Regions from separate parts of the Zea mays genome. Here all the other regions are linked to region 2. Evidence: chromatin contacts called from public Hi-C data. All regions are on one chromosome and are shown on one strand. Each heading gives the region's core, a stretch centred on a gene start, on an enhancer-like site or on the middle of the called end of the contact. The rest is flanking DNA. Distances are from core to core; before and after follow the strand shown.

The links. Hi-C and Micro-C count contacts between places; a contact is called where the count stands out from the background.
Region 1: a Hi-C map of ear shows a contact between it and region 2, with 2.2 times the contacts expected there. The contact joins the promoter of LOC109943757 here to the enhancer-like site in region 2. A contact is called at or near these places in 4 of 25 Hi-C or Micro-C datasets (ear, leaf and tassel).
Region 3: a contact with region 2 is called in a Hi-C map of ear, with 1.8 times the contacts expected there. The contact joins the promoter of LOC100284363 here to the enhancer-like site in region 2. A contact is called at or near these places in 2 of 25 Hi-C or Micro-C datasets (ear and tassel).
Region 4: a contact with region 2 is called in a Hi-C map of leaf, with 6 times the contacts expected there. The contact joins the promoter of LOC100217152 here to the enhancer-like site in region 2. A contact is called at or near these places in 6 of 25 Hi-C or Micro-C datasets (ear, leaf and tassel).

Annotation. Positions count from the first base shown.
Region 1 is chr1:240,225,440-240,228,139 of Zm-B73-REFERENCE-NAM-5.0, reverse strand. It overlaps LOC109943757, which reads left to right and starts at 1,397. Exons shown (of 2, transcript XM_020547256.1): 1 at 1,397-2,549. The coding sequence starts at 1,490.
Region 2 is chr1:240,042,940-240,045,914 of Zm-B73-REFERENCE-NAM-5.0, reverse strand. No RefSeq gene overlaps it. Among protein-coding and RNA genes, the nearest start is that of LOC100276862, 17 kb to the right of the region's middle. Within about 2 kb of position 1,689, at least 16 of the 20 cell types and tissues checked have an H3K27ac peak or open chromatin away from gene starts, as enhancers often do. A contact at or near this core is called in ear, leaf and tassel, where this site is marked.
Region 3 is chr1:240,253,530-240,256,519 of Zm-B73-REFERENCE-NAM-5.0, reverse strand. LOC100284363 reads left to right here and starts at 1,502. Exons shown (of 2, transcript NM_001157258.2): 1 at 1,502-1,988. The coding sequence starts at 1,573.
Region 4 is chr1:240,284,667-240,287,420 of Zm-B73-REFERENCE-NAM-5.0, reverse strand. It overlaps LOC100217152 (anther-specific proline-rich protein APG), which reads left to right and starts at 1,314. Exons shown (of 3, transcript NM_001143518.1): 1 at 1,314-1,757; 2 at 1,859-2,229; 3 at 2,323-2,754. The coding sequence starts at 1,397.

The sequences.
Region 1 (2,700 bases), core at 148-2,647, 180 kb before region 2:
TCTATAATAATTTTATTTAATTAGTATAAAAATAGTTAGGTAGCATACCAGTCATCACTTTTGGTACACTTGACTATTTTCAAGAACGTCTGAAATGAGACCAAATGTTTAACCAACAAAATATTTATTACATACACAAAAATGTTTATGAGGATATTTGTTCCCTAACAAATTCATTTTTATCCACTTCAAAATATTCAAGACATTATCTAAAAAGTATAATCAAGTTTAATTAAGGCAAATTATAAAACATAACGAAAGGGCATATTAGAAAACATAACGGTAGTAGTTTTTTTTGTTTCAGTTATTTTGTATCTAACAACCTAGTGGTAACTATACCATAAAAATGTCACGCAGTTGTTGCTTAAACAATGTTAGCTTCATGGTGCTAAATAGATGGGTTAAACTCAACAAAATGCTATTCAACAAGTTTTTTTGGAAAAACTTGTGGTGTGAGTTAATGTATGGTATTAATAGCAACGAAAACTTGTGTTCTTATATTGTTTGAATGCTAGAAAATCTATTACTCTCCTCAACAGAAAAACAACATATGTAATGTTACATGTCCAAAATTGGATTTACAAAGATCGATGTGACCGAAGTTTGAGTTGTATTGTGCCTCTTGTATTAACATCTCCTTGATCATGTAGTACCGACGATAACATAGTAGCTAATAATAGGAGCTAATGAAGTAGCTTGCGAAATCATACTCTACCAAGGGGTTGCTTGTAAATTGCATTGTCTATGTATATGAGATCAAGGGGTCATCTTCCTCCCACCATCACTTAAAAATCTAGCCACCGCTAATGTTTATTTGTTTGATAGATAAGTTTTTTTTTAAAAAAATAACCGAGAAATAAGTTGTTCTCATGAATTATAAAAACTTTTAGAATATATTAGATATCATAAATAATAAATATATAGTATTGTAACACCCCAAGGTCCCCAAACACCCCGAGGTGTCACTAAAGTTACACTTTCCAAAAACTGATATAAAATTTCGGGAGCATCTCTTTTGAAAGTTGCATAAACGAGGAAACCACAGTGTATAAACATATTTCATGATAAGAAGAACATACTAAACATTATTAATTCTGCTAGCAAAGGAAAGACCACTATAACGACAAGAACAGATTAAACCAATTGCACACATAATTTTAGAAAATATACTTTTTTAGTGGAGTTTGCTAAAACCCATAATTTCATAAGATATACTTTTTTAGTAGTTTAATCAATGGACAAATATATCATTTAAATAATTGTATATTATGTGTTGATTTTATTAAAATGCATTGTATTACAAGGGCAGGACACAATCAATACGTAGGTATTCTCGACCTTGCCGCATGCACCTCTTCTCTCTCCGAATACATGAGGAAGAAAACAATCCCACCACTTTCCTTCAGATTCTCCTCACCGCACATCTCCTCTCCTCGCACCACCGGCCACATGCATAGGAATAATCCAGGCAGATTCGGCTCGTGATTGCATGTATGCGATGACGACGCCGTGCCCGGGCGCCGCGGCCGTAAGCACCAGCTGGACGGCGCGCTCCCTGGCGGGGGCGTTTCTCGACCTCACGCTCGCCTGGGCCTGCCTCTACGTCGCTGCGCTCGCCGCCGCTGCCGCGCGCCTCCTCGCGCTCCTCGGCCTCCCGCTCCCGTGCACCTGCGCGCGCCCGCACCTGCCCTGCCTCCTCTCCTTCCTGGCGCGCTACCCGTCCCTCGCCGCCGGATCCCTCCACGCCGCCCTCCGCGCCCGCTTCCCATTCGTCGGCCCCACCGAGGACGAGGACCACCGTCAGGAGGGGGCCGAGGAGGAGGGGGAGGAGCAGGCCGTCGATGCGCGGAAGGAGGAACGGGACCTTCGTCACCGCGAGGAGGCGCGCACCGAGCTACGGCGGGAGCTGGAGAAAGAGCGCAGCGCCGCGGCGTCGGCGACCGAGGAGGCCATGTCCATGATCCTGCGCCTGCAGAAGGAGAAGTCGGCGCTTGAGATCGAGGTGCGACAGCAGCGCCGCACCGCTGACGAGCGCCGCGCCTTCTACGAGGCAGAGGTCGATGAGCTCCGCGACATCGTGCTCGTGAGGGACCGCGAGGCGCGTGTGCTGCGCAAGGAGGTGGACGCGTACCGACGCCTGCTCGGGCTTGGTGCTGCCGAGGATGATGAGGAGGAGGACGACGACGAGCAGGAGATGGTCACGCCACATAGTTTCCTCGTGTCCGAAGGAGAGCCCAGCTCATCCAAATCGATCGACGCGAATCGGATGCAACATTTCGGGATCAATCCTGGGTTCAGCTTCAACAAGCCATCACCGCGTGGGCAATCGACGGCGCCGCCTCTTACTACTGCTGGTCAAATCAGTGTGGGAAGCAATGATAGCGTTGCTGTTCAGACGCCGGCCAAAGGTCCCGCGGCTCAATCAAGGCTGGAGCTAGACAACTCTGAGGACGAGGACGATGGAGCAGGGACGGTGGAAATCCTGCCCCTGTCCGCCCGGAGCCAGGATTTCGATCAAGGTGGGCATTTCCATGCTGATGCTTCACCAGGTATGGAATCCATTTGTACAAAGGAGCAAACAGCTCATTTATTTCAAGAAGTCAAGTGTTCGGGTATAGACAAGATTGTTCATGAACAGATAGGAAGTAAGAATGACCCCAATGTTTATGATGTGCATGTGGTCGAGAGAAAATTGGAAAA
Region 2 (2,975 bases), core at 440-2,939:
AACTAACTAGGTTACGTGATCTATGACCATGATGCAGAAATAGAGGTTATACCTAGGGTGACGGTGGAGTCAGGCTAACGGGGCTATGGTAGGTCGGTGCAGTGGCGACCCAACGCGGTGCAGGAAGACCCGCAAGGGCTAGAAAGACCTCTGCAAAAAAAATAAACACAAATATGTCAACAAAAAATTTCTGCAAAAAAATTCTATACATAGTGCGTGACAACTTTCACGAAACATTTTCAAATTTTTATCAGAGTCTCTGCATATGATATCATAACATATCGACAAGTTTCATGATTTTCTGACTTTGTTTGTGTTTTATCTAATTTTAAAACCACTAGATCGCAAGTTCGTGGTCTTGTTTCGTGAGCATGGTGCTCGAAAATTCCGGTATGTTCCAGAAATAGGCTGTAACTTGTGCTAAATAACATGAATATCATTTTTTTCATTTACTGTTTTATATTTTTGGAGTGACTTGCAGTTTAAATAAGAATTATCCGAAAAAATTCAATTATACGAACTAAATCTAATAGTTATAGCAAACACTTTGATAATTGTGCCAAAATTGGGCATGTATGTATATATAGTGTAGGGACACAACATAATTTTTTGTGAAAAAAAGAAAAAAATAAAAATATAATTTGCGGAGTGTCTGTTGGGGACACTCGACAAAGAATTACTTTGCCGAGTGCTTTCTTGAGGCACTCGATAAAGAAGGTATTTTGTCGAGTGTCTTCTGTGAACACTCGGCAAAGCTAACGGTCGTCAGCTACCGTCGGCAGCTGACGACGATTTGTCGAGAGCCCTTTTTTGCCAAGTACTTGGCTCTCGTCAAAGAAGTCTTTGCCGAAAGCCTTCTTGTGCTGAGAGTTTGGCTCTCGGCAGAGACTCTCGTTGCCAAGTGTCGTTCTATGCCGAGAGTAACACTCGATAAAGTATATTTTGTCGAGTTCCCAATAAATAGCTCTCAGCAAAGAGCTGGATCCTGGTGGTGAATTTCAATTAGTAATTGAATCCTATAAATTTACTTTATTAAAATGTCATGATATAGGACAAATATTTCTATATATAAATATAAACTTTACTACGTGTTGAATATAAATAATTAGTACAAATATTAAGCATTTTATTATTAAAAATATTTACTATGTGATGCTAAACTATTGGATCCCACACGTATTTACTATAGTGTATTTTTTAGTAATTGTTGGGCACATACACACGTAGACGCACTGTCAGGTAGACCCAAACACTCGGTGAGTAGGTGAGAGCTTAGGTGCACGACAAGACAAACAGTAGAAAATTGTAGCTTCTTGTTATGCGTGTCACATCCCGCTACAGGAAGGGGGTATTTATACGCCCGCGCATGGGGTAGATGGTCCAAAGTACAACCTTACCCCTGACTACCATCTATATATAGGGGATATTCCATGTAACAGTGTAATTACAGTGTTGTTCGTATAATAGACGGTGCACACCAGATAACACACCCACACGCTACGCTAACAGTTGGGCCCTAGAGATGTCTTCTGGTGGACCAGTGGCATATGGAGCTAATTTGTAGCCTTCGCTACGCCTGGCTGAATGATGGAAGTCCTTTAGTCGACGTATTGGCGAAGGTCTTAGCTATTGCCGACCTATTGCGGTCGTCGTTTGTGGATCCCTCGTCAGCGATTGTTATCTGAGTCGAGGACCCCTTCGCCTATGGGCCTCTCGTCAACTGTTGATCCTTGAGTCGAGGACCCCTTCGCTTGTGGGCCTGTATGGTTAGCATAAGACAAAACATATGGTCTTCGCTTTGTGATCGAGGGCGTGTTCGGTCTCCGCCCAATAGTAATAAAAAATTCTTGCATATTTTTAAAAGCATATGGATCTCCACAAGAGAACGTTTTTATAGTTTTATTTTCCATTATTATATATTATAGTTTTAAAAATTTTATTTAACAATTAAGATATAATTCAAATATATAATAAGGTTTTGAATCTTTTTGATTGATTAGTTTTGTAATGGTTATATAAAAAATTTAAATAACTATCCTAACTAATTATATTGAAAGGCCAACGTAACAATAAATTTGTATTCTATAGATTTATATAAAACATAATATATTAATATTTTTGTCATGTGCGTGCCGTATGGGCACTCAGCTTTTGGCCACCGGAAGGTATGCAGACTACTGTTTCCAGCTTTTTAGGCCGCTTGTATAAAAATCACTTTAGTTAAAACCATTCAAGTCACGTGAACTAGAGATGTCTAGACGAGCCGGGCTTATCGGGCGGCCAGTTTGGTCCGGCATGAACCCGGTACGACACGTAGTGAACTGGCCTGACCTAGTCACCGGCTCGTGCCTAGGCCGAAGGCGTGGCACGGCGGGCTAGGCCCAGCACGACCCAATTTTATTTTTTTTCTATTTTTCTATAAATACATACATTATACTTGAATATAGAGTATAAAACACGAGAAACATGTGTTTTTATTGGTTATGTGAGTGTAAATAAATGTTTAGAGCTAACAAATAAGGTTGAAATCCTCAAATATGCATAATTTTAAGATATTTTTATCATTTAAACGACATATGTTGTTATGGGTCCGTTAGGCCCGTCGGGCCATGGACCGGCCCGACACGATTATTAATCTAATGGGTTGTGCCTAGGTTTCGCTTGAGGCCGTGGGCCGGCACGGCACGGCCCGCTAGCTAATTCAGACCGGGCCGACACGGTCCGCCTATTTAGACATCTTTAACGTGAAGACATAATTGGATGAATAGTTACAATAGTAAAAAATCATTACTTTCTATATCTTAAAGTTTATAAACTCTTTTATCTTTTTTGTGCATAATCTACATGATCTACATAATCTAAATGATACTCATATTCTCTCCGCAACCATATTAATCCACGTGATACTCATATTCTCTCCCCAACCATATTCTGTCCCAGGTCCAAAATCACACCGCTAAAAGGCGCTAAAGTCC
Region 3 (2,990 bases), core at 253-2,752, 210 kb before region 2:
CAAATGATGTGAATCAAGAACAAGAAAACACAATAGTTAAATATTAAGGACCTTCGTCCTCCGAAGCATTGCCTCCTCTCGTATTTAATAATCATCGGACGGAGATCATGAATGACATGCCTTCATCATTTCATGCGCAAATAAAAATACATAAAGATGAAGAATATAATTCATTCACATTTATATTTCATAATATACACATGAATATTAACAAAATTTATATTACATTAATACCTTCGGCTTGCTCGAAGATGCTGATGCGAGAGTGATTACAAAAACAACGTGAACAGTACAGTGCTACTGTTAATCTATTTATAGACACGAGATGCAGCTCGGATAAAAGTACATTTTTATTCTTGACATTTATTTATGACCATAACATAATCATTAAGGACTAGCTAGTCTTTTTCCCTTCCGGTCAGTATCATGTTTGACCTTTATCATCATTTTAAGCCAAAAATATTATCCTTCGACTATAGCTTCGGTGTTCATTCTTATCATCTTCGAATTATATCTTTACCTCATATGCTTTCAACATAGGAGAAAACTTCCATCCTGAAACCGAAGCTCCCTGTAATAATCCATATCATGCTGAAAACATATGATTAATCAGGTTTTTGAAGACCTTGAGAAGAGAAAAGCCCCCAACAGGAAATTCTATATAGTGATATATGCGATGAGTGTGGCCAGGAAGAAGAAATGGCAGGGCACATCGTCATGCGCGGTAGTTTTGCAAGAGCATTCTGGAGGGAAATTGGTTTCCACCTACCAGCTGATATAGATGTGAATCACTTACATCTCATTGACAAGCCACCAAGCATCCCTAAGCAGGAATTCTCATCTTTCATCGTTTTATGCTGATGACAACTCTAGAAGCGCAGAAATGTTTCAGCAAAGAATCAACCACTTACAGTCGCATCCTCCAACAGTACTGCGCGGAAGCTGAAAACTTGTGCCACAGGCATGGGACGAAAGAAACATGCGTGAGAGAGGTCTGGATACCAAGTGGATTCATTGCAATGAATCCCCTCGTGATTTCTAGTCACCAAACGAGCCTTTAGGTTTTGTTTGGGTACTATAGTATTAATCTCAATCCACATATGTTAAGATGGATTTAGTGTAAATTAGTTTAAATTATACTCCAACCTATCTTAATATATGTAGATTAGGCTCGCTACTAGAGTACCTAAAGGCCTCAGGTTGAAAACCTCCCCCCCTCCTAACTAAAGAAACGATGTGTTATATGATATTACATAGGAAAGTGATCGTTTCTTTCTTTTTATTGGGTTCTGACCGTGGAACTGGGGACAGAAGCGGAAGTGGTGGAGCATGGGGCCGCACTGGCCCGGCGGTTGGTGCTCGTCACTCTCTGTGAATCTGAATCTGAGCTCGGTGACGCCAGAAACTTGGTGCCGGTCCAATGCATTCGACGCAACATGCAGACTTCAGTGCAGTGCAGGAGCAGTTACCAATTCCTATCGGCTGTCGCTCTTGGCATAGCATCGGTCAATCACGTCTACTTGCTTGCAGACGATTCTCCAGGGATACGTCCCATCTGCTGCGACCAGGGCGATGGGGGAGGAGGAGACCCGCGCAGGCGACCTCCCGGAGCCGTGCCTGGCGCACGCCATCGCGCTCACCTCGCCGCGCGACGCCTGCCGCTGCGCCGCCGTCTCCCCCGCCTTCCGCGCCGCCGCCGACTCCGACTACGTCTGGGGCCGCTTCGTCCCGGAGGATCACCGCCGCGCCATCGCCCTGCATCTGCATGACGCCGGCCGGGACCGTGGGCCGAGGAAGGACGCGTACCTTGCGCTCTGCGACGGCGGCGGCGGCGGCGTCCCCGTCGACGTCGACGGCGACGGCTGGTGCAGGCTGTGGCTGGACCAGGCCAGCGGCGCCAAGTGCTACGCGCTGTCGGCGAGGAGGCTCAGCCTGCCGTGGGAGGACGGCGATTTCTGCTGGCGTTGGGCGCCCCACGCGCGGTCCAGGTCCACATCTTGTCCTGCTCCTTTCAACCCGTCTAATTTTTTTTTTCCTGCACAACTCATCATCTAAAATGTTCTCCTAGACACTCAGTCTCGTTCGTCCGCCAGATGCCCTTAGCTGGCAAGCATAACAATGGTTTTAGTTCATTGGCGATTTGGTGAATTCTGATTTGCGCGCAACTGTAACATTGGCCGTATCCTTCGCCTAAATTGATCTGTTCTTCCTTGTCCAAGGGGATTGATTAAAAGGGATTGAATTACTTCACATACTTGTAGTTGTAGGCTTGTAGTCCAAGCGGTTCCGGCGGCACAATTAGAAGTCAAGCGACATGCAGAATTTTCTAATTTTTTGACATGTCTTTTCAAACGCTAAATGGGCTTAGCCCGTAGTCTTTGGAAAACCTAACCGCGTAAGTCATAGCCGACTATTCATAACATTCTCTGCACAGCCTAGGGACTAAAGTTTAATTGAAAGATTAAGTTTAGTGCCTACTCTATTTAGTTGTAGGGATTAAAAAAATTTAGAACTCATTTAAATAACTTATAATAAAACTAAAATACCCTTTATCGTTCTCCTGCAATTACTCTTCTTACATTGTAACAAAAATAAATAAGAGGGCAAAAGGTAGAATTATTATGATTTAGCACCTTTAGTACTACTTGAGGACTAGGGACTCAAGCATTTTAGTTTCTATCTTAGTCTCATTGTTTAGCAATTTAGAGACTAAATATGACTAAAATATAATAAATATTCTTTAGTCTCTGGAATCAAAAAGTCCTAAGAGCAAACATGTTACTAAATACAAAATTAAGAAGTTGTTATTAGAAAGGGTCCTTCAACAATTCTCTAAAAGAGGTTGCTAAATTTACAAAGTCCCTACACAACTTTATATTGTTGCCAAATGTAGCAACCTCTTATTCACTCCCGAAACCTAGATACACACCAAAAAAATCGTGAAAACTACTGTGCCATGGCTCTTTCACAATAATGTGCAGGAATTCAAT
Region 4 (2,754 bases), core at 65-2,564, 240 kb before region 2:
ATGAGATAGAATAACCGAATAATATCTAAGAGGGTGTTTGGTTTTTAAGGATTAATTTTTAATTCCTCTATTTTATTTTATTCTAGTACCTAAATTGCTAAATGTGGAAAAGTTTCCGTATTTGACAATTAGTCCTATAAGCCGAACAATACCTTAATATAGTACCCGTTTATATTTTTGTTGTTGCTATTGTACTGAGTTAAGCTTTGTTTGGTATGGTTTCGGATGATTTTGGCTCTGCCACTTTTCATCCCTATTCTCACCCATTGTAGATGAAGACCGGAGCCGCTGCGCAATGGTACCACGAGCGGGCAAGGGAGCGATGCCAAAGAAGGAAGGAAGGAAGGTTCAAGTCTATTTGCTCTGCGCGCGCGCCAATGAATGACCTGAAAATTGAGGTGCACGAACGGCAGGCGGGCCGGGCGTCACTTCAAGTTGCAGGTTACTCCTACCTACGTCGCAGAGCCGGGCGAGAGCGTGCACCGTTCGCTGATGCTGGAGCCTGGAGGCAAAGAAAACCCCACTGATGCTGGTCTGTGGGCTGTGGGGGTTGTGCGTGCTTGCCGAGCTATAGCTAGCTTAGGATCGCGACAAGCAGACATGCGCACCGATCCGCCTGGCTTCATTCCACCCACTTTCGAGGTGCAGAAGCAGTTCGGAACCGCCAATCTGATCCGATAGCCAACGAGTGGCAGCCAGGCAGCCGGCCGGCGTGATTCTGAAAGCCGGAGTAACCCGTCTCAACTGCCAGAACTCGCAAGTATTTAAGGACCTATCTCACGGCCTTCCTCTTAACTCTTGTAGCGCGCGCCATCACTGGGTGACCGGATGACAACCGCGCAGGTTAATGAGCTCGTACACGAGCAGTGCTACGGACACGGTTGTTCCACGGTCACATCTCAAATGATATGAGTGAGACACACACACATCACGGTTTAAATTATTAGGCACGGTTCGTGAGGACGAAGGAGGACAGCACGGTTCGTGCCGTGCGTACGTTTGTTACTGACGATGTTTAGGCCGGCCAGCCAGCCAGCCAAAAGCATGCCAAGTGAACTACGAGGAGAGGGAGCCTTCCACGACCTAGCTACAAGGTGTTTTTACTAGATTCTGAACTGTATACATGCGCGAGTACGTACGGCTACAACTTTGGTGCATGCTATAGATGACGCCTGACGGTAGACTGATCGGGAAAGGCAGTAGTGCAGGAAGAACGTGCAAGCTAGCTAGAGCATGCAGCAGCTTTGGAGGTTTATTTATGAATGAAGCGCGCGTGCATCTAAGATTGTGGCTCGATTAATTCCATTCCATCCCGCCATCGGACTGACGTGCGCGCGACCACCCACACCCATCTGCTGCCGCCCACCAATGACGCCACGGGCAAACAACACGATCGATGCCAACGCTTTATAAACATACAGACCCTGCCTGGAGGTGCAGCTGCATGACGTCCGCACGCCTCTTCACCTGCTGCTGCTCCAGGGACCGGCCGTCTCCGACGACGAGAATGCGCGCGTCCTCCTCCTCGTCCTTGCTGCTGCTGTTGGCGGCGGCGGCCGTGGGCGTGCTGCTGCAGGCCAGGCCGTCGGAGTGCGCGCGCGCCTTCTTCGTGTTCGGCGACTCGCTGGTGGACAACGGCAACAACAACTACCTCATGACCACGGCGCGCGCCGACTCGCCGCCGTACGGGATCGACTACCCGACGCACCGCCCCACCGGCCGCTTCTCCAACGGCAAGAACATCCCCGACATCATCAGTACGTACGAATACGAACGACGATACTCTTGGTATGGTATGGTATGCATGTGGTGCTGCATACTAACGAGTAACGACAACGGCCCACCAACCCACCTGCAGGCGAGCACCTCGGCGCCGAGCCCACGCTGCCGTACCTGAGCCCCGAGCTCCGCGGCCAGAAGCTGCTGGTCGGCGCCAACTTCGCGTCGGCCGGCGTCGGGATCCTCAACGACACCGGCTTCCAGTTCGTGGACATCATCCGGATGAGCCGCCAGCTGCACTACTTCGGCGAGTACCAGGGCAAGCTAAGCGCGCTGGTGGGCGCGGCGCGGGCGCGCCAGCTCGTGCGCCGCTCGCTCGTGCTCATCACGCTCGGCGGCAACGACTTCGTCAACAACTACTACCTCGTCCCCTTCTCCCTGCGCTCCCGCCAGTTCGCGCTGCCGGAATACGTCGGCTACATCGTCTCCGAGTACAAGAAGATCCTCATCGTACGTACACCTCCCCCACTGCTTGCTTTTGCATCATTACTGTGTGTCTGTGTTTATATATATGTGTGTCCTCTCCTCTGTGCACGCACGCAGCGCCTGTACGCCATGGGTTGCCGCCGCGTGCTGGTGACGGGCACGGGGCCTCTGGGGTGCGCGCCGGCGATCCTTGCGCAGCGCAGCCGCAACGGCGAGTGCGCGGCGGAGCTGATGCGCGCGGCGGCGCTCTTCAACCCGCAGCTGGCGCGCGTCCTGGACCAGCTCAACGCGCGCTTTGGCGCCGGCACCTTCATCGCGGCCAACGCCTTCCGCGTCCACTTCGACTTCGTCAGCGACCCGGCCGCCTTCGGCTTCGCCACGGCCAAGGACGCGTGCTGCGGACAGGGCCCCCACAACGGCCTGGGCCTCTGCACCCCGCTCTCCAACCTGTGCGCCGACCGCAGCAAGTACGTCTTCTGGGACGCCTACCACCCCACGGAGCGCGCCAACCGGGTCATCGTCAGCCAGTTCATGTCAGGCTCGCTCGAC